2 separate regions of the Sus scrofa genome follow, and region 2 is linked to region 1. A link is a contact called in public HiChIP or PLAC-seq data. All regions are on one chromosome and are shown on one strand. The core of a region is the stretch at or near the end of the contact, and the rest is flanking DNA. Distances in the headings are between cores, read along the strand shown.

Region 1 (6,780 bases), core at 2,144-4,643:
CTCCGTGACACCAGGAGCCTTGTTACACGGCAGCACTTAGGACCTTGTGGCCACAGAACAGAGGGCGAGTCACCCACAGAATCCATCATCCCCACTGTGATTCTGGGGCAGGAGGACAAAGACGGTGACTCCGTTCAAAGTGAACCACGAAGCAGGTGAAAACAATTCAGCAGTGAGGTACGAGAAGGCGAAATTTAGGCCTAGGGTTTACTGCTTTATGTTGCTCTCGTTTCCTGCAACCTTCCAAACGTTGGTGTGCATGCTGACTTAAAAAGAAAGCTTAAATTTAGTTAGAAAAGCTGGTATGATTTATTCATTTTGTTTTTCTACCACCACCATCTAGTGGAGAAAACTCTGAACTTCAGACAGAATGAGCTGGGGTCCAGGAAAAAGGAGCAGCAGAGGGCTTACTGTCACTTTCACATCCGTAAGATCGCTGAATTCTCACAAGAGACTGGGAGAGAGGCGTTGCTGTTTCCCTCTTAGATTTGGAAGCTGAGGCTGGGAAGGCAAGGAGCTTGTCCGAGGTCAACTGTGGCCAACTCGAGCCCACATTCTGGGGCAAGTCCCGAGTATCTTCACCCACAGTCCAGCCAAATGGCACAATCTTACTCATGTGCGGGACTGTGGGAAGAAAGTGCGTATCACACACAGAGAGTTTTCTATGTTTTTCCTTTTCTTATTTTTTCTTTCATATATTATATACAATACACATAAACACACGTATAAAAATAAAATGGGATTACATGATATAAATGAGTTTGTCACTTCTCATTTTTACCCCATATTACACATTGAATATTTTCCCACTATAATAAAAACTTTTAAAAATATACATCAAGGGAGTTCCTGTCGTGGCACAGTGGTTAACGAATCCGACTGGGAACCGTGAGGTTGCGGGTTCGATCCCTGGCCTTCTTAAGTGGGTTAAGGATCCGCCGTTGCTGTGAGCTGTGGTGTAGGTCGCAGACACGGCTCAGATCCCACGTTGCTGTGGCTCTGGTGTAGGCCGGCGGCTACAGCTCCGATTCGACCCCTAGCCTGGGAACCTCCACATGCCATGGGAGTGGCCCAAGAAATGGCGAAAAGACAAAAATAAAAATTTTTTAAAAATTGAAATTAAAAAATATGCATCAGGTAACAATAAAGAATGAAATTACAGGTAAGTGCACAGTGTAATACTGAAGTGCATTTTGAAAGACTGGAAGAGGGAGCTAAAATATTAACCAGGAGGATCTCTGCGTAGACTTTCCGTGATAAGCATGTATTATTTCTTTTAAAAAAAGTTTTAAGCCTCACATTTATTAAAAAAAAAATTCAGGAAACGTCACAGTTGTTGTCCAGTTGTTTAAAATACTATTTTAAAGTATTTTGCTTGTGTTAGAGGTGACCGCATGTCCATATATTTCTATACATGTTTAAAATTAAGGCAGTGCATTACATTTCCATATTTAGTAATATTTTCTCCAAAATTCCTTCTGAGGACCGCCCTGGAACCTGAAGGGTGGCAGAGTATATGGCATAAGGATTATTTTGAGCTGAAGAGAGCTGAGAAGAAGCTAATTTGCCCAAGAGCAGGACATAAATCTGTGGGTGTCCCCCTCCCCCTCTGCCCAGGAAGGACAAAAGTCAATCACTGAAGGAGCTCCCGTCATGGCTCAGTGGTTAGCGAATCTAACTAGGAACCACGAGGTTGGGGGTTCGATCCCCGGCCTTGCTCAGTGGGTGAGCTGCGGCGTAGGTTGCAGAGGCGGCTCGGATCTCGCGTTGCTGCGGCTGTGGTGTAGGCTTAGGCTCGGACTGGACCCCTGGCCTGGGACCCTCCATATGCCGCGGGAATGGCCCTAGAAAAAGGCAAAAAAAAAAAAAAAAGTTAATCGCGGGAGAAAACCCCAGACCCTCAGCAGCCCAAAGGTGGCACCAGGGGACGCTGCCTAACACCCTTGACCAGCCAGTCCCCGGCTGGCACCAGAGGACGCTGCCTAACACCCTTGACCAGCCAGTGCCCGGCTGGCATTCGCTCCCAAGTACCTGCCCTCCCACAAGCCGCCTCCCTGGAAACGCAAGACGCTCTCCGTCGGTCTCCTCCCTTCCCTACAAAGGCACTGCTCTCCACGCCCAAGCTCCCCACCGCGCTCCGTGAGTCTATCCGTCCCTAACTCCTCCTCCTCTTTTCAACCCGCCTTGTGCCAGTTTCGCTGGCAGGCCCGGCCGGGGCCTCAGGCGGTGGAGGGAGGCGTCTTTCCCTCCCTGCAAAGCTCTTCCCCAAGTCCTGGCTCCCGCGAGGTCGGCGCGGTTGCGCGGGGGGATGACCGTGACCCTGCACGTCAAACTGAACGACGGCCCAGGACCAAAGGCTCCTTCTTAGCTTACGTTTGCTCGCCTCCCACTAACCTTACCTAGTGGGAACACCTCTACTTGGAAAACCACCGAAACATCGGATTTCGGTCCTCTTACCAACTGCCCGGCGGGGGGACAGCGCTACAGCCAACGTCAACCCAAAGCAACGCCTCCTTTGCTCTTTCTTTCGACCCCGTCCTCCGCCTGGTGCCAGTTCTTTGTGAGCCATTCCTCGTTTTGCAAAATCGTCTCACACGAAAAGGCTCTTTTTGAAACCCTCGGGTGTTTGCTTTTGGACGTTTCGAGATGTTCGTGTGAAGAGTAAATTCGTATTAAATTAGACTGGCAGCTTTTGGGAGAGTCCACCCTTTTAACTCTCTTTCTTCCTCTAAACACCAAGGGGCGGGTCTGTGACACGCGTGGGGAGAAGACGCTTTCGGGGACGCAGAAGGGCCGCACAGACGGTCGCCCGGTCCCTCGAAGCGCGCAGCGCCGCCTCCCGGAAGCGCCGTCTCCCGGCGGCCAACCCCGCGTCCGAGCAGCGTTCGGGGCCGAAGGCCACACCCCGGGGGCGGGGTCTCCCCAGGCTCGTCTCCCCGCGGCCGCGGAGCCGAGCGTTTCCAGACGCGGACCTCTGCGTTTTCTTTGCTCCGTCCCGCCCGGTTTCCCGCCGCTGCGCCCGGCCTTCTCCCCTTCCCCGCCCCCTGCCCTCCGACCCCCTGCCCTGCGACCTCTGCCCTCCACCCGCCCCGAAAGCCGTTCCCCTCGCGCAGCCGCGGCGACGTTCTACAAAGAACAGGTCTGCGCACGCCCAAGCTGCCGGCCTCTAGGGCCCCAGGAAGGGTGCTCGCCGAGCCGCAAGGGGACGCGCGGGCCAGCCTCCACGGACCACACTTCCCGTCAGGCCGCGCGAACCTCCGCGGACCACACTTCCCGTCAGGCCGCGCGAACCTCCACGGACCACACTTCCCGTCAGGCCGCGCGAACCTCCACGGACCACACTTCCCGTCAGGCCGCCCGAACCTCCGCGGACCACATTTCCCGACAGGCCGCGTGAGCCGTGGCCAGCGGCGGCCGGGCGAACCTCCACGGACTCCCCTTCCCGGCGCACCGCGCGAGGCGCCGGGGCCGCCGGCCGAGGGCGGGCCGACGCGGGCAGCCCCGGACGTGAGGCATGAGCGGCGCCCTCCCCCGGCCCGCGCGCGTCCTGCCGCCTCCCCGAGCGAGGGTCGCGCGGCGCGGGGCCTAGCGGGGCGGCGCGGGGTGCGCGGCGCGGCGGCCGCCATGGAGGTGAGCGGGCCCGAGGACGACCCGTTCCTGGCGCAGCTGCACCGGGTGCAGTGCCCCGTGTGCCAGCAGGCCATGCCCGCCGCGCACATCAACTCGCACCTGGACCGCTGCCTGCTGCTGCACCCGGCGGGGCACGCGGAGCCCGCGGCCGCGCCGCCCCGCGCCAAGCGGCGCCGGCCGTCGGAGAGCTCGGCGCTCAAGCAGCCGGCCACGCCGACGGCGGCCGAGAGCAGCGAGGGCGAGGCTGAGGAGCCGGACGACGGCGGCGAGACCGAGAGCCGCGAGAGCTACGACGCGCCGCCCACGCCCAGCGGCGCGCGCCTCATCCCTGACTTCCCGGTGGCGCGGCCCGGCAGCCCGGCCAGGAAGGGCGCGGGGCAGCGGCCGGCGGCGGCGGCGGGCAGCGCGTCCCCGCGGAGCTGGGACGAGGCGGAGGCGCCGGAGGAGGAGGAGGCGGCGGGCGACGCGGACGGCGAGGAGGACGCAGGCCGCTGGGACGCGGACGCCGCCGCCTTCGGGGCCCCCGGGGGCCGCCCGCACGCCCGGGCGCCCGCGGCCGAGGAGGTGCGGCAGATGCTGGAGGGCAAGCCGCTGGCCGACCGGCTGCGGCCCGACGCGCTGCAGGACTTCGTGGGACAGGGCCGCGCCGTGGGGCCCGAGACGCTGCTGCGCTCGCTGCTGGAGGCCAACGAGGTGCCCTCGCTCATCCTATGGGGGCCGCCGGGCTGCGGCAAGGTGAGGCCGCGGGGGGCTCCGCGGCAGGGGCGGGGGGTGGGGTGGCGGGAGAGGGCGCGCCCCGGGCTCCGCATCGCGGGGTCTGGTCGGTGCCAGGATGGCGATGTGTGAGTGCAGCCGTTTGCGAGAATCTGGGGGCTTGGACTTGGGTTTCCGCGGCGTTCCACTCTCGAGGCCCCCGCCTGGTTCATGACCCGGGTCTCAAGGAAACGCGAGCTGGTGCGTCCTATTTGTGGATGTGTGGGTTCCGTTTTGGAAAAAATAATCGCAAAAATTTCAAATGGCAGTGTGCTTCCTTCTCTTTCTGGCTGTTGGTTTATTTTAATAGACGGGCTTTTATCTCCCCTTGAGGCCTGACTCATCTAAGGGGACTCACGGGAGAGCTGTGCCTATGCTAGTCACTGTCACCTACCGTTTCCGTAGCTGTTCTCGTGAGCCTTGTCCCTTAGAGAAGAAACATCGGTGCATTTTGGCGTCCAGTTTTGTGAACCTTCTTAGGGGTTAGCTCCAGTCAGATGAGGCCACTTAGGATGTCGGGATCTAGAGAACCCTGGAGACGGCATTAAGGAGTCTTAAGGAGACAGGAGTTAAGGCTGGAGGCATGGTTTTTGTCTCTGCAGGAGGAGGGAGAAGGAGCTCCAGGGAATGGAGAGAAAAACCCAGGGTCAAGTGCAAAGGGGTGCAGAGAGTGTCGAGGTTCCGACTCCTCAGTGCACAAGAGCCTTTATAAGTTGTCTCCTTTTTTTTCTGGTTTCACCTCCCACAACTTAACCACACCTTCCTCTACTCCCATTCTTAGAATGCGTCTTGCTGGTGTGGCGCCCTCTTGTTTTCAGTGTACTTTCTTTGCCAGGAGGTAACCCAGACAGCGCTTTACCCTGCGGCGGCATTCTCAGCTCTCAGCTGTTGGTGGAGGCAGGTGGCGGGGAAGGTCCCTAGGGAGGCGTGCTGGGTGTGCTCCCAGGAGATGCGGAGCAGGAGCTGGTGGGCTGGGGAGCTGGTGGGCTGGGCCGCCCCGGCGCAGTGGTTGGTGACCAGTCAGAAGGCACATGTGGCCTGTAGGCTGGGAGTTGCAAAGCAGCAGCACAGTGTCTGACATGCTGCACGACGTCCAGAAGATAAAATGCCGCCCTTCTGGTCATCCAGGAGCAGGTTTGGTCCCTTCTTGGTCAGTGTTCCTTTTTCCTGACTCCCATTCTCATTGCAGATGGTGGGTAGCAGAGTAGTAGTCCGTGTGTATTTCTCGAGCTCCCCTGAGTGCCTGGCCTTGAGCAGTGCCACCCCCCCCCCCGCCCCGTCTCTCTGCTGCTCCCCAGGAAGTACTGACGGGCCCAAGTGCTGCTGGTTCACCTCCTTCCACAGGGTCTTTGTTGGTCTCTCAGTTCAAAGGCTTGCTCTCCTTTTCTAAGCTGCCCTGAGAAGCTTCCAGCTGTGGACTTGACATCCCCGGGGGTAGGCACAGAGCGGAAGAGGTCAAGGTTAGCCCAAGTGTAGTCGCTTCCCTGTTTTATTTACAGCATTTTTCTTGACGTTTAAAACCGTCCCGCAGTATTTTGAGTTGTGTCTGCTGCTCAGCCCCCTTCCGTGTTCGGTTGCCGGGTACACGCGCTGCGGCTGCACGAGCCCCTGAAGCACTGCTCTGTCTCATCAGCTTCCCACACTGTCCTCTGTCTAGACCACGCTGGCTCACATCATCGCCAACAACAGCAAGAAACACAGCATAAGGTTCGTGACCTTGTCGGCAACCAGCGCCAAGACAACCGACGTGCGCGACGTCATCAAACAGGCTCAGAACGAGAAGAGCTTTTTCAAGAGGAAAACCATCCTTTTCATTGATGAGATTCATCGATTCAATAAATCTCAGCAGGTGTGTTCCCGTCTGCCTCTTGGTCCTTGCGGTGGTTAACCTGAAGGTGAAGCGCGTGTGGTCACGGTGCACGTGCTCGGGTCTGGCGGGTGCTGTGCTGCTTGCTCCACCTGCACAGGCGTGGACTGCCTCCCTTCTCCTTTATGTCCCTTTCCCCGCCTTCTCTTAGTGACCAGAAAATGCTTTATCTGGTGAGTGAAACTGCTGGTAGATTTCTGAGTCATGCAAATCGGGAAAGCCACTTTACTTCAGGTTTCCAGTGTCTAGAAATTTTTCACTGAGACACCAGGACTCACAGTGAACAGTTTAAGTGGCTGATCTAATGCTGACCTCAAAGTTAGAAAAAGGAAGGAGCGCTGGCTTCCCCGGGGTCCTGCAGGTTGTTGACCAGGTCCCTGTGCTCTGTTTCTCTCCGCGGTCAGGACACCTTCCTTCCTCACGTGGAGTGTGGGACCATCACCCTGATCGGGGCAACCACGGAGAACCCCTCCTTCCAGGTCAACGCCGCTCTGCTGAGCCGCTGCCGGGTGATCGTTCTCGAGAAGCTT
Region 2 (6,780 bases), core at 1,626-4,125, 36 kb after region 1:
CTGAAATCGTGAATGAATGTCCTTGACAGTGTCGAAATGGAGAGCCTAAAATAAAGAAAACATTATCTCTGTAGCCATTTATTGTGAATTTAAAAATTGCTTCCTTGTCATGTGCTCCCATCAAATTAAATTCACATGTTTTATTGCCAGTTGGTGGCCCAAGACTAATACTTCAGTCTTTTTTTTTTTTTTTTTTTTTTTGGTCTTTTTGCCATTTCTTGGGCCGCTCCTGTGGCATATGGAGGTTCCCAGGCTAGGGGTCGAATCAGAGCTGTAGCTGCCAGCCTACGCCAGAGCCACAGCAACGCGGGATCCGAGCCGTGTCTGCAACCTACACCACAGCTCACGGCAACGCCGGAACCTTAACCCACTGAGCAAGGGCAGGACCGAACCCGCAACCTCATGGTTCCTAGTCGGATTCGTTAACCACTGCGCCACGATGGGAACTCCCTTTAGTCATTTTTCATTGGAGAACAAGTAACAGAAAATCCAAAACGTGTAGCTTTGTGAAACAGGCTACTTACATTAGAAACTTTTTATATCACTTCTTTCTTATAATGATTGTTCCACACATATGAGTGGTTAATAAAATATTTATACAAATCTGCTTTTTCCCCAAAAAAACATAAATGGTAAGTTCATATGCATATTCTGTATCAAATATAATTTTATTGAAGGTCTCAGAAATAGTACAAATAAGATTTATCAGCTATACACAAAGATATTACAGATTAAGGGTTTTTTTTTTTAATTGCACTATTAACATCAGCAACTCACTCATTTAAAAATAACTTCTTCAAACTTAACTTGGAAAAGTTTAATTCCCCATGCCTCAGCTACATCAAGAGTCCTTCATGGTTTTGTGAGGCCTGGCACAGTTCCCGCTGTGGCACAGTGGGTTAAGACTCCCACTGCAGCGGCTCAGGTCCCTGGGGAAGCTCAGGACAGTCCTGGCCAGGTGCAGTGGGTTCACGGATCAGACGCTTCTGCAGCTGCAGCTGCAGCTCAGATACAGTCCCTGGCCCAGGAAATTCCATAGGTGTGACCATAAAAAACAAACCAACACAGGAGTTCCCGACTAGGAACCATGAGGTTGCAGGTTCAATCCCTGGCCTTGCTCAATGGGTTAAGGATCCGGCGTTGCCGTGAGAGGTGGTGTAGGTTGCAGACAAGGCTCAGATCCCGCATTGCTGTGGCTGTGGTGTAGGCTGGCGGCTACAGCTCCGATTCAACCCCTAGCCTGGGAACCTCCATATGCCACAGGAGCAGCCCTAGAAAAGGCAAAAAGACAAAAAAAGAAAAAAGAAACCCAACACAAAAACACAAAACAGCACCTGGCAGGTGGTGGGTGCTCGGAAAAGACCGGATCGGTAAATGACAGCCTGCATCTGAGTGTATCGTCCCTGGGGCTTTTCCTAAAGTCTGGCCTCATGAAATGTAATGTATCACACAATGCACAACGCTGAGCACAGAAGCCCAGTTCCACAAACGCGCTGCCCGAGCTCAAAAGCACGGCTTTCCGGTTCAGCCTGTGGTAGGACTCAGCAGTGGCACTGGGCTATCGCTGCTGGTTTTGCTGACCTTGGACATCTGGGCCTCCGTGTTGCCTCTGGTCCCCAGAAGGATCATGGCCAGTGCTGACGAAATGCTGAAGGGGGAGATGAAGATGTTCCCAGCAGGATTGCTCTCATTCAGGGCGCGGAACAGGTCCAAGGCGAAGCGGGTGTTGGCCGCGCTCAGCTGCTCCATGGCGAAGCTGCAGCACAGAAGAGCCCAGAGCTGCTGGCTGCCACACCCGCGCCAGCAGTGTCACTTCCCCACCTCCTCCTCAGCCTGGCCAGCCACCCTGAGACACCCGGGGCTTCTGCTCTCTTCTTGTCCCAGGAGGGCAAAAACCCTCCACGTGCCCCAAAGTGCAAGGTGGGGGCGGCCGGCCAAGGATTCGGCAGTGACACGGGGTCAAGACCTGTGGCCTCAAGGGCCCAGGTGCCTGGGAGGGCTCCCCTGCGACATGGGGGGGGCACATACCTCCCACCCTTCCCTTCAAGCCTCTGATTCACTTGAGCCATGAATCCATTGCCCACATTTATCTGAAAGAGGCTGTTGCTATTAGAAAATCATAGCTGCCTGCTGCTCTTTAAAGCACATTCCAGCAAAGGAGGAACAATGGCCCTCATTTTGAGATTCACTTGCTAATGTTTGAGGGGTTACAGGCTGCGAGAGTTGAAAACCCAACCCAGGCCCCAAGTTAGGCTGGGCGGCGGGGCAAGCAGAAGGTGACAGGTGTCCTGTCACAGCCGCAGGCAGCTGGGACCCCGCAGCTGAAGCCCTGCCCTTGGTCTCCGCTCGGCCAGCCTGACCCAACTTCCCCACCTGAGCTCTGCGCTCAGAGCCCAGTTTCCCCCGAATACACGGGGGAGACGCTCAGCGTGTAGGTAATAGGATGAATTACTGCTGTTGCTGAGGAACATCCGGGATCGCACTGGCCTCCCTGCCCCACCTCGAGCCAAGAAAGGAGAAGCGGGCTGCGTGAAAACTGCCACAAAAAAACTCCGGGAAGTAGGGAGAGAAAACTCCAGTTTCGGTTCCGCCTTCGGGCCGCCAGGGAGCGACCTTCGTCCCTGCAGGCCGCCCGGCCTTGGGCCCCGGTTGCGGCGCGGGAGCCCCGGGCCGGAGTGGCCACGGGGCCGGGGGCCCCGCGGGCGCTCTCGGATCGACCGCGCCGACCTCCCCGCCCGCCCCACCTCCCGCGCCGCCCGCGGGCCTTACCGCAGCTCAGCCGCCCGGGCGGGATGCGAGGTGCTGGAGAGCGCGGCGCGCGGACTTTATAGCGGCAGGAGGGAGGGCGTGGCCCCTGCGGGTGGGCGGGGCGGCCCCGCCCGGGGGCTTCCTTCCCAGCAGTCCCGCTGGGCTGGGCTGGGCTGGGCACACGGCTCTGGCACATCGCGCTGGGCGTCTCGGGCTGGGCAGGCCTCCACGCAGCGCTCTCAGGGGATCAGCACTTCTCTGAGTTCCAGGCAAACTCAGATCTCTGCCAATGCTCTGATGGGCCATTTCTTACCAAGGTGTGAATGACAGAGGTGGCATAATGTGTCACCACTTAGAGGAATCTTTTGAATCTTATCTATGCACTCCAAACGCTCGGATTATTGGGGGGAGGTGATAAAACAGAATCAGTTCTGGAGTTCCCGTCATGGCTCTGTGGTTGACGAATCCGACTAGGAACCATGAGGTTTCGGGTTCGATCCCCGCCCTTGTTCAGTGGGTTGAGGATCCGGCGTTGCTGTGAGCTGTGGTGCAGGTTGCAGACACAGCTCGGATCCCGCATTGCTGTGGCTCTGGCGTAGGCTGGCAGCTACAGCTCCGATTAGACCCCTAGCCTGGGAACCTCCCTATGCCGCGGGTGCGGCCCTAGAAAAAGCAAAAAGACAAAAACCACAGAAAGCAGACTCAGTTCCAAACCACATCCTTGATGTCACTGTCTCTCAGGTACCAAGCTCAGCCCGGAACTCCCCTGGCAAGTGACGACTTTGCCAGGCTGGGTCAGTGTGCACACCACACACCACGACAACACCGTCTCCATGAATAAAGGATTTCTTACCCATTATACGAAAACATAAGCTGTCCAGCGTAATGTTAAAATGCTAAAACTAGAATGACTGTAGTTGAATAATGAAAGCAGTAACTTTCTGTGAAGTTTCTTGTTTATTTGTTTGTCCTTTAAATGCCTGGGTGTGTAATTTCACCAAAATGTATAGTACTTGAGGGTATGAAACGATTCTGCCATCTTGACACTTCTTCCCTGCTTTCATACAAATCTCAACATGCAAGGGGGACGAAGGAAAAATCCTATTTTTTAGTTAGTATGGATAATATAGTGTAAATGGGTTTGTGGTTTTTTTGACTCCGAGACTTTGTTTATAAGAAAAGGAGCAGAGAAGATTAGTAATGACAGATAAACATACTCTCCATAGTTTTTAAAAAAGCAGCAAGAAGGTAACAGCTAAGAGTGTAGGGTGTCTTACAACTGGTTGGAATAAAGAAACCGACGTCTGCTGAAAACCAGCTGCAGTCATGTTGAGTGGTTTGATAAAGTCGGTCACCTGCCCATCATTTCTTGCAGAACTAGAGCCCCCTCGTCCGCTTCTAGCAAGAGGCGGCTGTGAGGACGTTAAGAGGCTGCGCCGAAGAGTCGTTAAAATCCGAGACACAAAAAACGGAGGAAAAATGGGTTCTAAATTTTCTTTTCTTCCCCTGACATTCTGTATGTGCTCCCGTGGAGTTAGTAAAATCTGGGTCAAATATGAAATGAAACCACTTCCTAAGTCAATACATATCCCATATAAGGTTCAGACAGAATGGACATCACACACCTGTCATCAGTCCGTCCATGTCCTGTGTAAGGCAGAGGCAGGGGGCTTGGGGCCTCGTGCTCGGGGCCTCCATGGAATGGACCCCTGCCCGAGGTCACACAGAGTCTCGGACACGCGTGATGGTACCCGCGGTTCGGTGCAGTGTTTGGTGTGTCTGCTCGGCTCGCAGGCATCATACCCTGGCTAGATCAGTGACCTCGCCCCGCGACAGACCCAACAGACCCGGGACAGAACGCCGTGAGGCCGGGGCCCCGGGGGGCAGGCACAAGCTCGCTCATCACAGCGGGACATGCATCAGCCCCCAGCAGACGATGGAGAAATCGGACCACAGAACAGCAGGGGAAACGCACAGACCGCAGCGGGCATCTCCCGAGCACACTGCAGAGGAAGGACGGGCACGCAGGGTGTGGACCGGAGGTTCTGGTGACACAGAGGTTGGAAACAGGCCGGAGCAAGCTGTGGTCCAGCGGTCAGGAGGGAAGGGACGCTTCCTGGACCAAGGGGGGTTGCACAGACTGCATCTTCCTCTTTTCTGTTTTCTTGACGCTCTGGCATCTGGGCCCAGTTCCCAGAGACGGAGAATGACTCTCCCGCAAGGGTTCCTTTGACACACAAACCCACCAGCTAATGGGCATTCTCAACCCGCTCCTTCATCACACCCACCCCAGCACCTCCACCAGGCAACTGGAACCCGGCGGAGAGCCCCAGCCCAGGGACAGGCCCCAACTCTCCAGTCCTAAGTTTCCCTGTGCACCTGCCCTGCCCTCCTCCATGACCTGCAAGAACCCCAGGAGAGGCTCTGGGCCGCCACCTCTGCCCTTTCCTCCCACTGCTGGCCCAGCTGGGCACTTCCCAGCTCCCACAGGACGTCGCGTGGCATCGCGTGCCTCCTATATCCACGGCCACGGCGGCCTGATTAGAACTAGTCCTGTGTTCGTTTTAACACATGGGTTGTGGGTGGGACGGCACGGTGGGGGAGGGGACATCTGCGGGGCTGAAAACCTGTCATTTCTGGACATGATTTTGTGCTAACGCATTCCCGCGTGCCGGAAGGGGGATGAGGCCGGTCCTGAGGGCCTGGCCAGCCTTGGCAGGGCGGCCTGAGGACGTGAGGACCAGCCCTGTCCTCTGAGCGTCCACCGGGGCTGCGAGTTCTAGGCAGTGGTAGCCAACATTTTACAGTTCTCTTGATTTTGTTCAGAAGTTTCTAGTTGGATGAAACAAGGTGAAGGTGGGACAAGCTTGCCACGCGCTTACCGTGTTCACTGAGCACGCGAACGAATCTGGCGTTCTTATGAGAGTCGGAAGACCCAGACCCGTCTTAAAAAACTGCCAGCCCGAGTCAGAGTCACCTGAAACACCAAGTCACCACGTGACAAGCCGAGCGCCCCCGCTCTTCGCTCCAGAGTGAAACAGACTTTCTAGAAAAGGAACTGGGAAAAGTGAAGCTCAGATGCTCTGAACAAGGTGAACTGATGAGAAGAAGGTGTTATCAGGACACAGCCATCGAAGGTGAGTTGGATTCCAAATAGAACACGGCCCGCCCGCATCACCAGCCAGTCTTGGGCTGAAAGGAGCCCCCCCCTCTCCTCGGAACACACAGTGCGCACCCCTTTCTTCCAGCCTGAGGTCCTAAAAGCGCCTTCTCATCACTCCCTCCCTTCAGGGAGGGCACCACCAACCCTGCACCCTGCCCTCCGTGTTGTCCTGGCAGCTTGTCTTGTTTTCCAATTCCGCTTAAGAAATTCAATAAGGGAGAGTTCCCATCATGGCTCAGTGGTTAACGAATCCGACTAGGAACCATGAGGTTGCGGGTTCGGTCCCTGCCCTTTCTCAGTGGGTTAACGATCCGGCGTTGCTGTGAGAGGTGGTGTAGGTTGCAGACGCGGCTCGGATCCTGCATTGCTGTGCCTGTGGTGTAGGCCGGCGGCTACAGCTCAGATTCGACCCCTAGCCTGGGAACCTCCATATGCCGCGGGAGTGGCCCAAGAAATAGCAAAAAGACCAAAAAAAAAAAAAAAAAATTCAATAAGTGGGAGTTCCCATCATGGCTCAGCCGAAACAAATCTGACTAGTCTCCATGAAGACACAGGTTTGATCCCTGGCCTCATGTAGTGGGTTAAGAATCCAGCATTGCCATGGGCTGCGGTGTAGGCCAGCTGCTACAGCTCCAATTCGACCCCTAGCCCCTCCGATTCGATCCCTATGCCATAGGTGTGACCCTAAAAAGATAGAAAAAAAAAAAAAAATGAGTTCCTTCTGTGGCCCAGCGGGTTAAGGATCCAGCATTGCTACAGCTGAAGGTCATAGGTGCAGCTTGATCCCTGGCCCAGGAACGTCCATAGGCTGCAGGTGTGGCCAAAAAAAGAGGAGTTCCCATTGTGGCTCAGTGGGTTAAGAACCTGAC

Evidence for each region. HiChIP or PLAC-seq counts read pairs in DNA pulled down with a chosen protein or histone mark.
Region 2: a contact with region 1 is called in an H3K27ac HiChIP or PLAC-seq map of alveolar macrophages. The contact joins the promoter of SERPINB1 here to the promoter of WRNIP1 in region 1. A contact is called at or near these places in 3 of 47 Hi-C or Micro-C datasets (all in blood) and 1 of 2 datasets of contacts at active chromatin or transcription factors (alveolar macrophages).

The regions. Positions count from the first base shown.
Region 1 is chr7:1,653,559-1,660,338 of Sscrofa11.1, forward strand. It overlaps WRNIP1 (ATPase WRNIP1), which reads left to right and starts at 3,394. Exons shown (of 7, transcript XM_021100108.1): 1 at 3,394-4,365; 2 at 6,041-6,232; 3 at 6,655-6,780. The coding sequence starts at 3,625. MYLK4 (myosin light chain kinase family member 4) reads right to left here and starts at 2,672. Exons shown (of 14, transcript XM_021100112.1): 1 at 2,458-2,672.
Region 2 is chr7:1,690,438-1,697,217 of Sscrofa11.1, forward strand. It overlaps SERPINB1 (leukocyte elastase inhibitor), which reads right to left and starts at 2,876. Exons shown (of 7, transcript XM_003482119.4): 1 at 2,770-2,876; 2 at 1,582-1,756; 3 at 1-45. The coding sequence starts at 1,749.